Regions from separate parts of the Danio rerio genome. Here region 2 is linked to region 1. Evidence: chromatin contacts called from public Micro-C data. All regions are on one chromosome and are shown on one strand. Each heading gives the region's core, a stretch centred on a gene start, on an enhancer-like site or on the middle of the called end of the contact. The rest is flanking DNA. Distances are from core to core; before and after follow the strand shown.

Region 1 (3,280 bases), core at 446-2,945:
TCCTACCACCATCATAACAACTATTAAAGGTTTGGACATTGAAATAGTTGACACACATAAATATCTTGGGGTTGTTTTCAACAACATGCTGACATTCCAGCCTAACACCCAGGCTGTCTATAAAAAAGTTCAAGAACGACTCTTTTTTTCTAAGGAAACTTTGGATTGTTTCGGGTTTGCACCTCTATAATGACACTGTTTTATAAACAATTGATTGAATCTGTTTTATCTTTCTGCATTGTAGGTTGGTATAATCTGAGTCTATCAAATTAGAACAGGTGGAGTAGCCTTGTGAAGGTGGCAGGCAGGATCATTGGTTTTAACCAATCTGGTCTAATGGTAATTTACCGTAATTATGCTTTAAAGAGAGCTCAGAGTATTTTATGCACCCTGGATCACCAATTGTAGCCTATACTCTGTGTTTCAGCCGTTGCCACGTCATTTTACAGTTCCTATTTGGAGAACAAATAGAATTAGAAATTATTTTATAATGTTGGCCATTAGGTAATTAAATGAGTCCAGCGGGGAGGGAGATGCCTCTAAAAAATGATGTAGTGTATGTTTTGTGTGGTAATATTTTGGTAATGTGTACATGGAACCTTACCTGTATTATAGCACCTTGCTGCAATTTGTTTCCCTAAACCGGATAATAAAGTTGAGTCTGAGTTGGATATAAATTGTTTGCAGAAATCCTGTTTGTCATTGTAGATTGTCAAATAGTTTTTCACAATTGGTTTGTTTGCTTATATAGTTAATAATTAGGATTGAATATTGATAATATTGAAGATGATTATTCACATTAATTTAAGCACAATTAATTATGAGAAATGTGCTCTAAGAAGAAGTACTGACTTCATGCATGCACTTTCTTATGATGAACATAAAGCAAAATATTGTAAATAATGTCAGTTGTAATAACAAAATGAACCGCAAGAGTGTGCTATACACTACATTAAAAATGTACATGATCTGCCTGCTAAGTATAACGCACTATAGATAGCCATGGCATCTAAATATGTGTCATACTACGACATGAGCTCACCAAAAAAGGATTTTCTTTACAACCGTAAATCGCCTCTGTTGCACATTTAGCACGTGCTGCTGGCAAAATGCGCTGAAATACGCGAAAAGACATGACACTGCAGTCTGACGTCATGCAGTGGCATCAAAGCACATTCATTTCCATGTGGAAATCCTCATTGTCCTGCACAGCACAATCAAAATGGAATTTACACACCCCAGTTATTATCAATAATGTTGCTTTTCCCATTCAGTCGAGGTACAAAATAGTAACATAACGTTTAGCTTCTTCCTCTTGTTTACCAAATGGATCATAGCATTGGAAACGACATGCACAGTGTGGATTTTTCTCCGGTCAGTAAGGAAAATCATATTTACAATGAATATATGAGGAATTTAGAAGCAAACTTTGGCTCGGTCAAAACAAAAAGCTAGAAAGACTGTGCAGTTGAATGGAGGACATGTTAAATTAAAGTGATTTTGTTTGTATGCATGCAGTGCACGTGCACTGTGTGCTGATCGTAATATTGTGAATTAAACTGTAAACCATAACCCACCGCACTCCACGTTACATTGCGGAATTCGCTCTCTTTCATACAATACTACAGACAGACACTTGTGAATGCAGCCCCGCGCATGCGCAGTGTGCTGCAAGTGTGTGCGCGAGTAGCAGCCGGGCGTCGTGGTTTCGGTTGGCTGGGAGGAAGAGGAATAACGAATGTGGGAGCCAAGAAGAATTCCTCGTTGGCGATCGGCGCTGGGGCGAAAAGCGACAATATCCACAGGATTTCTCAAACGTTTTACGGACTACACATGTCTCCTTAGGGGAATTTAGGGAAGTTTCCCCTCTCACGCGTTCCCGGGTCGGATAAGGTAAGAGACGTTTAGCGGGGATAATTAGTTTCTACGATCAGGTTTAAATCAACAATGCGAAGTGGCGAGTAAAACTCAGTAGCCTTTAGAGAGCTTTCAGATTTGTCATGTTTGTTTAGTATATACACCAGCATTTAGAGGCCAACGGTGGGTTTTCTGCAGCAAACAGTGGTTATTGTGCTGGGCTTGGGATCTCTGTGCTGTATTTTCATTAACTGAACAAAACGTTAGCGAATATAAACGTTTTAGTTCTTCCTGATTAGTTAGCGCGCATGCGTCAGCACGATGTAGTTTTTACTCACCTGGACTAAAGGCCGTGCTATAATAGTGAGACTACAAGTTCCACACAATGGTGTGCTTGTTTTACAGAAGTTAATGTCCCTTTTAGCATCTTAAAATGAATGTTGGTTGCTGGTGAGTGTTTTCTCGTAAAGTTTCAGCACATGCAGAACCCTTGGAGAACCCAATGGAAAAGCTTCTTGGCCAGTAGATCTTGCTGGATGATTGTTCTCTGGCAGTTTGTTTAGGCATGCATTTGCTGTTTGGTGTGAGTTTTGTGTTTCACGTTTAACACAATTAATAGATTCATGCACTGTTTTGATTGTTAAACGATGTGTTTTTGGTTGTGGCAGAAGGCCATTTGGAATTTACCTTCGTAATCTTAATAACAACAGGTGGCTTATGTGTTGTTACAGAATTAAAGGAATATTCTGTCATTATTTACTCACTCTGAAATAGTATATTGAATTTCATTTCTCAGAATAATACAAAAGTTGTCGAATAGCTGTCATTTGCCTTAGCCCTAAAAAGCCTGACATGATCAGAACGTTTACAGCATATCGAACATTTAGACAAAATATATGTTTTCAAATGTTTTGAAACCTACTTGATACATCAAGGTTTATTATTATAGCTTTTGTGATAAATGAGGATATAAGACTCATCTTTTATTTAGCTATTCAAACTAAACTACAATTTTATATTTGCTTTGCATTTTTATTTTCATGATCTAAATTTTAAAACGATGAATGTTAGATGACAGGAAATGTAAATCTGTAAGTTCTTCACAACAGTTTAGCAGACTGCATGTAAATATAAATTCTCCCTATGCTATCCCTTTGTTGGTGGCAAAATATATGATGTAAACTCAATACAATAATACTATTTACAAAAAAAAAAAAAAACAGGCAACATTTAAAAGCGTGTTGTGTCAGATGTTATTGTATCATCCTCACCACTTTCTATAAACATGAATGAGTCATTCATTCATTTTCTTTTTGGCTTGGTCCCTTTATTAATCCGGGGTTCGCCACAGCGGAATGAACCGCCAACTTATCCAGCACATTTTTACGCAGCGGATGCCCTTCCAGCCGAAACCCATCTCTGG
Region 2 (3,156 bases), core at 194-2,693, 170 kb after region 1:
ACTATGGCCCGGTTTCACAGACAGGGCTTACACTAGCCAGGATTAGGCCAAAGTTCAATTAGAACATTCAAGTAATTTTATAAACATGCTTAGAAAAAAAATCATTACTGGCGTGTATCTTGGGACAAAACAAAGGCACTGATATATTTAAAAATCACTTTACATTTTAGTCTAGGACTAGGCTTAATCCTTGTCTGTGAAACCGGAGGTATGTGTTTTAGTCTAATTTTAGTCTTTGTCTAGTTTCAAATTAAACATCTAGGTGTTTTAGTCTGGATTTTGTCTAGTCTAGATTAAAACCTTGATACCAATAGGATCATTATTGATTTACCTTACAGTTAATTCATAATTAGATTGTTTTTACTTAGATTCACCTTCTCATAATTTATGTTCATGTCTTTCAGGAGAGGCTGGCAGACTCGCATTACTTCTTAACTGTACTGCTCATTGTCTGACTTGATTAAATTCTTTCCAGTGATATCTTTTCACATTGGGCTACTTAAAAACCAGAACTAAGTGCCTCAGAGCCCAGGTTGAATAAATTGAATAGCCCTATGGCTTGAAACAACCAAAAGTTGACAGCTGCTGTGCTCATCTGCTCATCTAATGAATCATAACTAAATCTGTGTTGACAAGAATAAAGAGCCATTTTTTCGTACATTTTAGTCATTTAGTTGTCAACAATATTTGTTAATTTTCTTGTGTTTCTTAGTTTTAGCAAAAAGGTAGTTGATAAATATATTTCATCGTTATTTTAATGTTTTTTTTTACTTTCCCTGACTTGTAAGCAGTTTCAAATGCATTGGAGTGTTGTGGAGAGATGTTAGGGTACTGTTGGTCCGTCAGTATTTGACACGGGCTTTTTCTGGTGGTGATTCAGCGGGATGTGCTAATGAGTGCTATTAATAGTCCTGTCAGATTCAGCTGAACATCACTCAGACACACAGGGTGACGAGTGACAGAACACTCAGGCTCTAACAGACTCAGTACTCATTATGGAGTGTGTATGATGCAAACCTAGTCACACTGTTTCAAAACTGGCTCCTGATGGGTTTTTTAATCTACAGAATGTGCTGGAATGGGTTTGTTTTACTGTTGGCATTTTGCTTTTGCAAAATTTAGCTTGAAAGATGTTAATTAACTACTGTATATAATATCTTATAAGTTTAGCTAGATGATTTTAGGAAGCCAGAATATATTCAATGTTAACTTGTTTGTGTTTGTTGTGTGTGTGTAGGTTTGGGTCTGTACAGCGGCCTCTCCAGCCGTTTGACCCACATATTACTGTTGATGTCTCAAGCGGAGAATCATCTTCTGGTTTCACTAGTCAAGAAAGCACAATGGAGCGCAACAAGTCAGGTAAAAAAAAAAAAGAAAGACACTGCAAAACTACAAAGGCATGGAGTCTTTAAAACTGTTTGGTTTGTTTTTTGTATATGGCACTATCACTTTGTGAACTCTGCCCTCTGCTGGGTGAACTCGGAAAATATGCCTTTAGATGGAACAACTGAGAAATTAAAAACCTTTCTTTAAGTTGATTTCTGATTTTAAATTATAGAAAACTAAAACTTAATAGTTTTATAGAAAAAAAAAAAAAGAATATTAAACTAAAAATGTAAGCCAATACAGAAAACAAGGGGGAAGAAACAATAATAGTATAAAGCGGTAACACTTTACAATAAGGTTCATTAGTTAATGCATTTACGAACATGAACTAATCATGAACAACGCATGTACAGCATTTATTAATCATAATTGAACATTTACTAATGCATTATTAACATCCAAGTCCATGCTTGTTAACATTAGTTAATGCACCATGAGTTGACAAACTAACAATGAACTACTGTATTTTCATTAACTAATGTTAACTAACATGAACAAATACAGTAGTAAATGTATTTTTCATTGTTTGTTCATGTTAGTAAATGCATTAATTAACATTAACTAATGAACCTTATTGTAAAGTGTGACCCATAAAATAATACTAAAATGACACTAACAAAATGACTGACTCAACAACAATCTTATTATTAAAAACAAAGAAGAGAGGCAATCTCTTTAGCTAACTGCTGACTTCAGTTGTCAGATCAGCTTTTAGTGATTAATTCTGGTGAACAAAACCAATCTGAACAGTTTTTAATTATGTAATAACATTTCAATTCAGTGATGTCTCACTTTTCTTTTTACTTCTATTTTTACTTTCTTTATCATTTTTTTTTTCCGGTTCAGCTTAGGTCAGACATTAAAATGTAGATAATATTGATACATATAGAAATATGCACTGCTACAATTTACCAAACAAGAAATGATCAGGAAAACATAATTATACACTAAATAAGTATACAGTATAAATAAAAGGTAAAATACAACATTTATACACAAAGATATACAAACATAAGATAACAAAAATAAAATAATCAAATAAAAATTTTTATTGAATAAATAAATAAATATATAATACAAATAAAAGAAAGAAAAAATGTCAATTAAGATACAACTGTCTCCTTAAAAAAATGAGAAAAGGGCTCCAGACTTTCTGGAACTGTTCTGGCTTTTGTTTTATTGCAAACCGAATCTTTTCCATTTGAAGAGGATGTAGGAAATCAGAAACGCATTGCCGAAAAGAAGGGGGAGCTGCGGACTTCCAATTCATAAGGTTGCAAAGGCTACACTATCGGCCTGTAATTAATTTAATTTTAATATATTCTGACAGGATTCCAAACTGTGCTGTCAAGGGGTTTGGGTTAGGGATGCAACGATTATAGATTTTGGTTGTGCGATTAAAGTCTGAGGAATAATCACTGTTATCACGATTATTATGCATTCGTTAATTTCAAAACACAGCTAGTTTAGAAAATCACATGAAAACTCCTTATATTTTAAAGTGTTGTTTATTGCTGCTCAGTAACCTAAATAATACGACACAAAACAATAATAAAAAAACAAACAATAGTCCAATTCTCTTTGGACTTAAAAATAACCGAAAAAAAGTTTTGGCATTTAAACATAAGTAAGAATTTTACACTAAAAATAAGTGTCAATAAATAAAAAAAAACTTTTAAATTAATAAATAAAATTGAAATAAATAAATTTTAAATAAACAAAAATTTATTAACTTAAATGAATAAGTTACAATTAAAATAAATTAATACA

What was found. A called contact is a pair of places that touch in the nucleus more often than the background predicts.
Region 2: a Micro-C map of caudal fin shows a contact between it and region 1, with 20 times the contacts expected there. The contact joins the enhancer-like site here to the promoter of sipa1l3 in region 1. A contact is called at or near these places in 3 of 18 Hi-C or Micro-C datasets (caudal fin, hematopoietic stem cells and an unstated tissue) and 3 of 4 datasets of contacts at active chromatin or transcription factors (caudal fin, embryo and gastrula embryo).

The regions. Positions count from the first base shown.
Region 1 is chr18:39,936,842-39,940,121 of GRCz12tu, forward strand. sipa1l3 (signal-induced proliferation-associated 1 like 3) reads left to right here and starts at 1,696. Exons shown (of 24, transcript XR_012394071.1): 1 at 1,696-1,893.
Region 2 is chr18:40,109,383-40,112,538 of GRCz12tu, forward strand. sipa1l3 (signal-induced proliferation-associated 1 like 3) reads left to right here. Exons shown (of 24, transcript XR_012394071.1): 14 at 1,238-1,359. Among named protein-coding and RNA genes, the nearest start is that of qpctla, 32 kb to the right of the region's middle. Within about 2 kb of position 1,444, at least 5 of the 62 cell types and tissues checked have an H3K27ac peak or open chromatin away from gene starts, as enhancers often do. A contact at or near this core is called in caudal fin, where this site is marked.